Regions from separate parts of the Sus scrofa genome. Here region 2 is linked to region 1. A link is a contact called in public Hi-C data. All regions are on one chromosome and are shown on one strand. The core of a region is the stretch at or near the end of the contact, and the rest is flanking DNA. Distances in the headings are between cores, read along the strand shown. Region 1 overlaps SEPT10 (septin-10). Region 2 has its middle 74 kb from the start of ARID5A.

Evidence for each region. Hi-C and Micro-C count contacts between places; a contact is called where the count stands out from the background.
Region 2: a contact with region 1 is called in a Hi-C map of liver, with 2.4 times the contacts expected there. A contact is called at or near these places in 1 of 5 promoter capture datasets (liver), 7 of 47 Hi-C or Micro-C datasets (embryonic fibroblasts, fetal liver, liver and 1 more) and 1 of 2 datasets of targeted methods (skeletal muscle).

The regions. Positions count from the first base shown.
Region 1 is chr3:46,488,964-46,491,663 of Sscrofa11.1, reverse strand. SEPT10 (septin-10) reads left to right here. Exons shown (of 11, transcript XM_021087089.1): 9 at 2,301-2,433. Among named protein-coding and RNA genes, the nearest start is that of SEPT10, 56 kb to the left of the region's middle.
Region 2 is chr3:46,639,259-46,641,958 of Sscrofa11.1, reverse strand. No RefSeq gene overlaps it. Among named protein-coding and RNA genes, the nearest start is that of ARID5A, 74 kb to the left of the region's middle.

The DNA.
Region 1 (2,700 bases), core at 169-2,668:
TGATCAGGTGGGTTGATTTTTCCTCCTGAACAGCTCAAGTCCTTGTGTCAATAAATTAATAAGAACTTTTTAAAACTTAGATTTGATCTAAGTACATTATTTAAACCAAGTTTGTGGCTAAAGGCTCTCTATCCAGTGTAGGACCAGTGAGACGTAGGGAGGTTTCTGAAAACAGTGAAGGTAGCTTGGATTTAGAGGCCTCTTTAAAATAGGGCCAAAATAGAGAAAAACAAAGAACCTTAAAAAAGTAAAATGGCTCCTTGAGATTAGAGGCATTTTTACATTTGTAAACGTTGCTTGCGAAGACAGTGTGGAAGATATTCCATCCTAGAATCCATGCTCTGAGCACCCCACACTCACAGTCAGCTGTAAAAGCTATCGTGTAACCTTTCTTACTATGTTTTTCCTTAAATGTATACAATTTTGAAACTGCACAACTCAGACTGGAACTTGAACCTACTCTCCTCTAATTAAAACCACTCACCTGGTGTCAGGAATTACTGAAGCTCAGGTACTTTGTGTCTCGGCACAGAAGGAATTCCATGAGACAGAGTGATAAGTAAGAGGTGGTTTTGTTGAGAGAGACATAGTGTGGGACTCTCAGAAGGCGAGAGCCCCAGAGGTGCACGTTCAGTAGATGGGATGTGGGCCATCTCAAGAGGCAAGAGAGGCCCTTGGGTATGGGGAGGTAGGTTTTGTGGGCTGGGTGAATTCATAGGCTGTTGTAGATGAGGGGCATAGGTTTCTAGGATTTGGGCCCCACCCCCTTTTTGGTCTTGCATGCTGGACCTCGGGTGTGTCTTGAGCTGGTGGATTGCCTGGTGGAGAGCGAGACTCGGGGCCCCCTGGCGGTTTACCCTTCGGCTCTCCTGAGCCTGACCACTCTGCTGTGCCTTTAAGGGCCTTGCCCACCCCTTCCCTCCTCTTTCAGTTCTACGCATAAAAGATTCATTTCTCTGGTTATGATATTTAAGATTAATAAGATTCCATAATTTCATCGTATTTTAAGTCTATTTAGCCATAAAGTATTGCTTTAGAGCAATAGAAATTTCTAACTCTGACAGCAGGAAAGGCATCTGTGTTTCCCTGGTAAACCTCTGGGATACTCTCCAAGGGAGTGGAGATGGAGGCTCAGCGTTTCTGAGGAGAAGGGCCATCATCCCTCTGAAAAGCCACAAGTGACAGGGGCAGCTGGCCATGGAGTTCCAGGACTGCCCCTGCTCTGCTGGGTTAAAGCTGGCTCTACTTCCCTGCACTTTGCACCACTGAATGAACATTTATGAGGAAATAGAACTGTCTAGAGAGCTCTGCCAGACAGCTGGGTTACAAAAGGGAGTTGTTACAACAGAGGCAGGTAGGGTGTCAGTGCCAACAGAAGTGCTTGGGAGCCCTGGAGAAGGCTTTCCAGGGGAAGCTGCATTTGAACTTGGCCTTGAAGGTCAGGATTAGTGGGTGGAGTTGGGTCGGGAAGTGGGCTGTGGCCCTGGAGTGGGAAATGTGTGGCATGTTTTAGGGTGTTTGGGTCTGTTTGGCCAGATTGTGAAGTTTAAGTGCTTATTTAAAGGAGGTGGGACCGGAGTTTCCGCCATGGCTCAGTGGTTAACGAATCCGACTAAGAACCATGAGATTGCGGGTTCGATCCTTGGCCTTGCCCAGTGGGTTGGGGATCTGGCGTTGCTGTGAGCTGTGGTGTAGGTCGCAGACACAGCTCGGATCCCGTGTTGCTGTGGCTGTGGTGTAGGCCAGCAGCTACAGCTCCAATTCAACCCTAACCTTGGAACCTCCATATGCCGTGGGAGTGGCCCAAGAAATGGCAAAAAGACAAAAAACAAAAAACAAAAAAAAAAAGGAGGTGGGACCCCCTCCTTTAAATATCTATAACAGAGGAAAAGGATGAAGAGATCTCTGTGTTTGGTGGGAAAATCGCAGGGGTGGCAAGAAGAACAAACTGTAAGCAGGACTTGAAGCTTAGAAGCCCTTTAGGGGAGCACTGTGGTCGAGAAGGCAGAAGAGCACAGAGATCAGGTACCTGGAGAAATGAAAATAGGACTGGTCTGAAATGATGTCGGAGTCCCAGGCTGAATTCACAGACTCAGTCAACAGCTGGACAGAGGAATCCATCTGGGGTGCAATGAGGGCTTGGTGAGGGGGGCCTGACAGACCTGGGTCCCTGTGAGCTGTCCTATGCCAGGTGCTCCCAAGGGCACAGCCATGGTCCTGATGGTCACACGCCCAGCCCAGCCCAGACAATGTGTCTGTTGTCTTCCTAATGGGAGTATCACAAATAAATGGCTTTTCAGTCTGCAGGAGACCTACGAAGCCAAAAGGCACGAATTTTACGGTGAACGTCAGAGGAAAGAGGAAGAAATGAAGCAGGTGTTCGTGCAGCGTGTGAAGGAGAAAGAAGCTGTGTTGAAAGAAGCTGAAAGAGAGGCAAGTGCACTGGTTTGACAGGCTCTGCATTTCTTGGGGGCATCCTTCAGCCTAGGGATTTATCCCAACAACTGAATCTAGATGCTTTTGAAGACTAGTCATTCTTTAAAAGTAGTTATTTTAACACTTGGTCTATGGATGCAGACGTCATAATAAATCATAGTCAGGGAATTCCCATCCTGGCTCAGCGGAAACGAATCTGACGAGTATCCTTGAGGACGCAGGTTCGATCCCTGACCTTACTCAGTGGGTTAAGGATCTAGTGTT
Region 2 (2,700 bases), core at 94-2,593, 150 kb before region 1:
CCTCCCTCATTGCTGGACGGCTACCTGAGATGCTGTCTCCTGGGCTTAAGTCCTAATTTTGCCCCAAATAAAACTTAACTCTCAACTTTCAGGGTGTGCATTTTTTTCTGTCAATGATCGACAATCGTATCCACCACTCTCTCTTCCTCACTCCAGTCCCTGGACCCCCTAGGGCATGTGGAAGTTCCCAGGCTAGGGGTTGAATGAGAGCCTGCATCTGCTGGCCCATGCCACAGTCACGGCCACAGCAACGTGGGATCAGAGCCATGTCTGCGACCTATACCACAGCTCACAGCAACACTAGATCCTTTAACCCACTGCACGAGGTCAGGGATTGAACCCGCTTTCTCATGTCAGGTTCGTTTCTGCTGAGCCACAGCAGGAACTCTTGCACTCCATTCTTAAGTGTGAGTGCGCTACGTAATGAGAGACTGGCCCCAGGAGAGGGGCTGAGGGCAGGCACCCCTGACCAGGGCCAGGAGGGAGCTGCCTGCCAAGGAGACGCTTGGTTTTATTTTGTTGGGAGTTTTTTGGCCGTGCCTGTGGCAGGCTAAAGTCTGAGGGCCAGGGATCAAATCCAGGCTGCTACCATGACAAGACCAGGTCCTTAACCCACTGCACCATAAGGGAACTGCGAGACTATTAGATAACCCACAGCTTCTGCATCCAGGCCACCAGTGGGTGCTCAGAACACATGCCTGGAGAGAATCTATTTTATAAATGAAGTAAAACACATAGTGAAAAAGTGGAGAATAAAAAAGAGGTGATTGATGTTTGTGGGAAAAGCACTGTGGAGGGGGATCCATCCCGGTCTCCCTCTGACTCATCAATCCTACCCTGATCTCTGGGACTAAGTGGGTGAGAAAAGGTGCCCTCTGGGGACAATTCTGTGACTTATCTTTGCTGAGGTCTCCTACTGGTCCCAGTTACTACAAATCCCCAGCATGCCCCTGCACAATCTTTTGCATCCGTGCTTTGGAAAGAAATGCCATGTTTCCTGTTTCACAAGCCCCAGGGGTAGATTTCTTGACAAGGTAGCTTGTAGCTACTGAAGAAATGTTTGCCTCTTTTGGAGGTAGCAGTCAAGCGAAAATGCTGAAATGAGGATGGAAAAGAACCCATTTCCACAGCAGGATAAAACATCCTTTTTAATATCCTCCAGTCTCCACACAAAAATCTTCCATGAAGAAGTATTAGTAATGAAATGAACAAATATTTCAGGCAGTTAGTCCAGCATTGCGATCACTCCTGTTTTGTTTGGGAGCAGCCGACGTGCAAGCTCACTGCCTGTGCACCAGCCCTCCCCCAGCATATGTGACCTGGCCAGTGTTTACCAAATGCAAGCAGGGCACCAGGGCCAGAAGGGCACAGGCCACCTCTAGTGACAACAAAGGAGAGGGGACACAGTCTCCTACTACAGGGTCCCAGATTGAGGAATGCCTCCAGTGTTCTGAGGACAAGAGCAGCATGTCACCTTGGTGAGAATTTAACATCTTTGGCGTTCGCCACACCTCTGAAAACTAGAGAGGCTGGATTCAATGGCGGGTTTCATCCCATCAGAACTTTAGACAATGACAGTTTTCGTTAGTGTCTGGATCCCTGGCTTGAGAATTTACATCTGGGACGTCAAATTCTTACTGATCTTGAATTTAGTGGGGGAACTGCTTCATCTCATTGTTAGAGTATGTTTGTTAGACTCACCTGTGGGGCTTTTAAAGGACTCAGATATCTAGGTCTCACCCCTCCCCCAAGATATTTGGTTTCAGTTTGCTTAGAGCCCAGGCATTGCTAGTTTTTTTTAAAGCTCCTCAGGAGTTCCTGTTGTGCCTCAGTGGTTAACACACCTGACTAGGATCCATGAGGATTCAGTTTCAATCCCTGGCCTCACTCGGTGGGTTAAGGATCCGGCATTGCTGTGAGCTGTGGTGTAGGTCACAGATGCAGCTCACATCCCACATTGCTGCAGCTGTGGCTGTGGTGTAGGCTGGCGGCTATAGCTCCAATTCGACCCCTAGCCTCAGAACCCGCATAAGCCATGGGTGCAGCCCTAAAAAGACCAAAAACAAAACAGAACAAACAAACAAACAAAAAACCCTAAAAACAAAAACAAAGCTCCTCAAATGATGTGACCAACAAGGACTTCATTTCCAAAATATGCAAACAGCACAGACAATTCAATAACAACAACAAAGCAATCAAAAAATGGGCAGAAGACCTAAATAGACACTTCTCCAAAGAAGACATAGAGATGGCCAACAGGCACATGAAAAGATGCTCAATATCACTAATCATTAGAGAAATGCAAATCAAAACAACAATGAGGTACCGCCTCATAGCGTCAGAATAGCCATCATTAAAAAGCCTACAAATAACAAATGCTGGAGAGGGTGTGGAGAAAAGGGAACCCTCCTACACTGTTGGTGGGAATGTAAAATGATGCAGTCACTTTGGAAAACAGTATGGGGCTTTCCTAAAAAACTAAAAACAGAGTTGCTATACCATCCAGCCATCCCACTCCTGAGCAAATATCCAGAGAAAACTATATAATTCAAAAAGACACATGTACTCCAATGTTCATTGTAGCTCTATTCACAATAGCCAAGACATGGAAGCAACCTAAATGTCCATCGACAGAGGAGTGGATAAAGAAGATGTGGTACATATACGCAATGGAATATTACTCAGCCACAAAAAGAACAA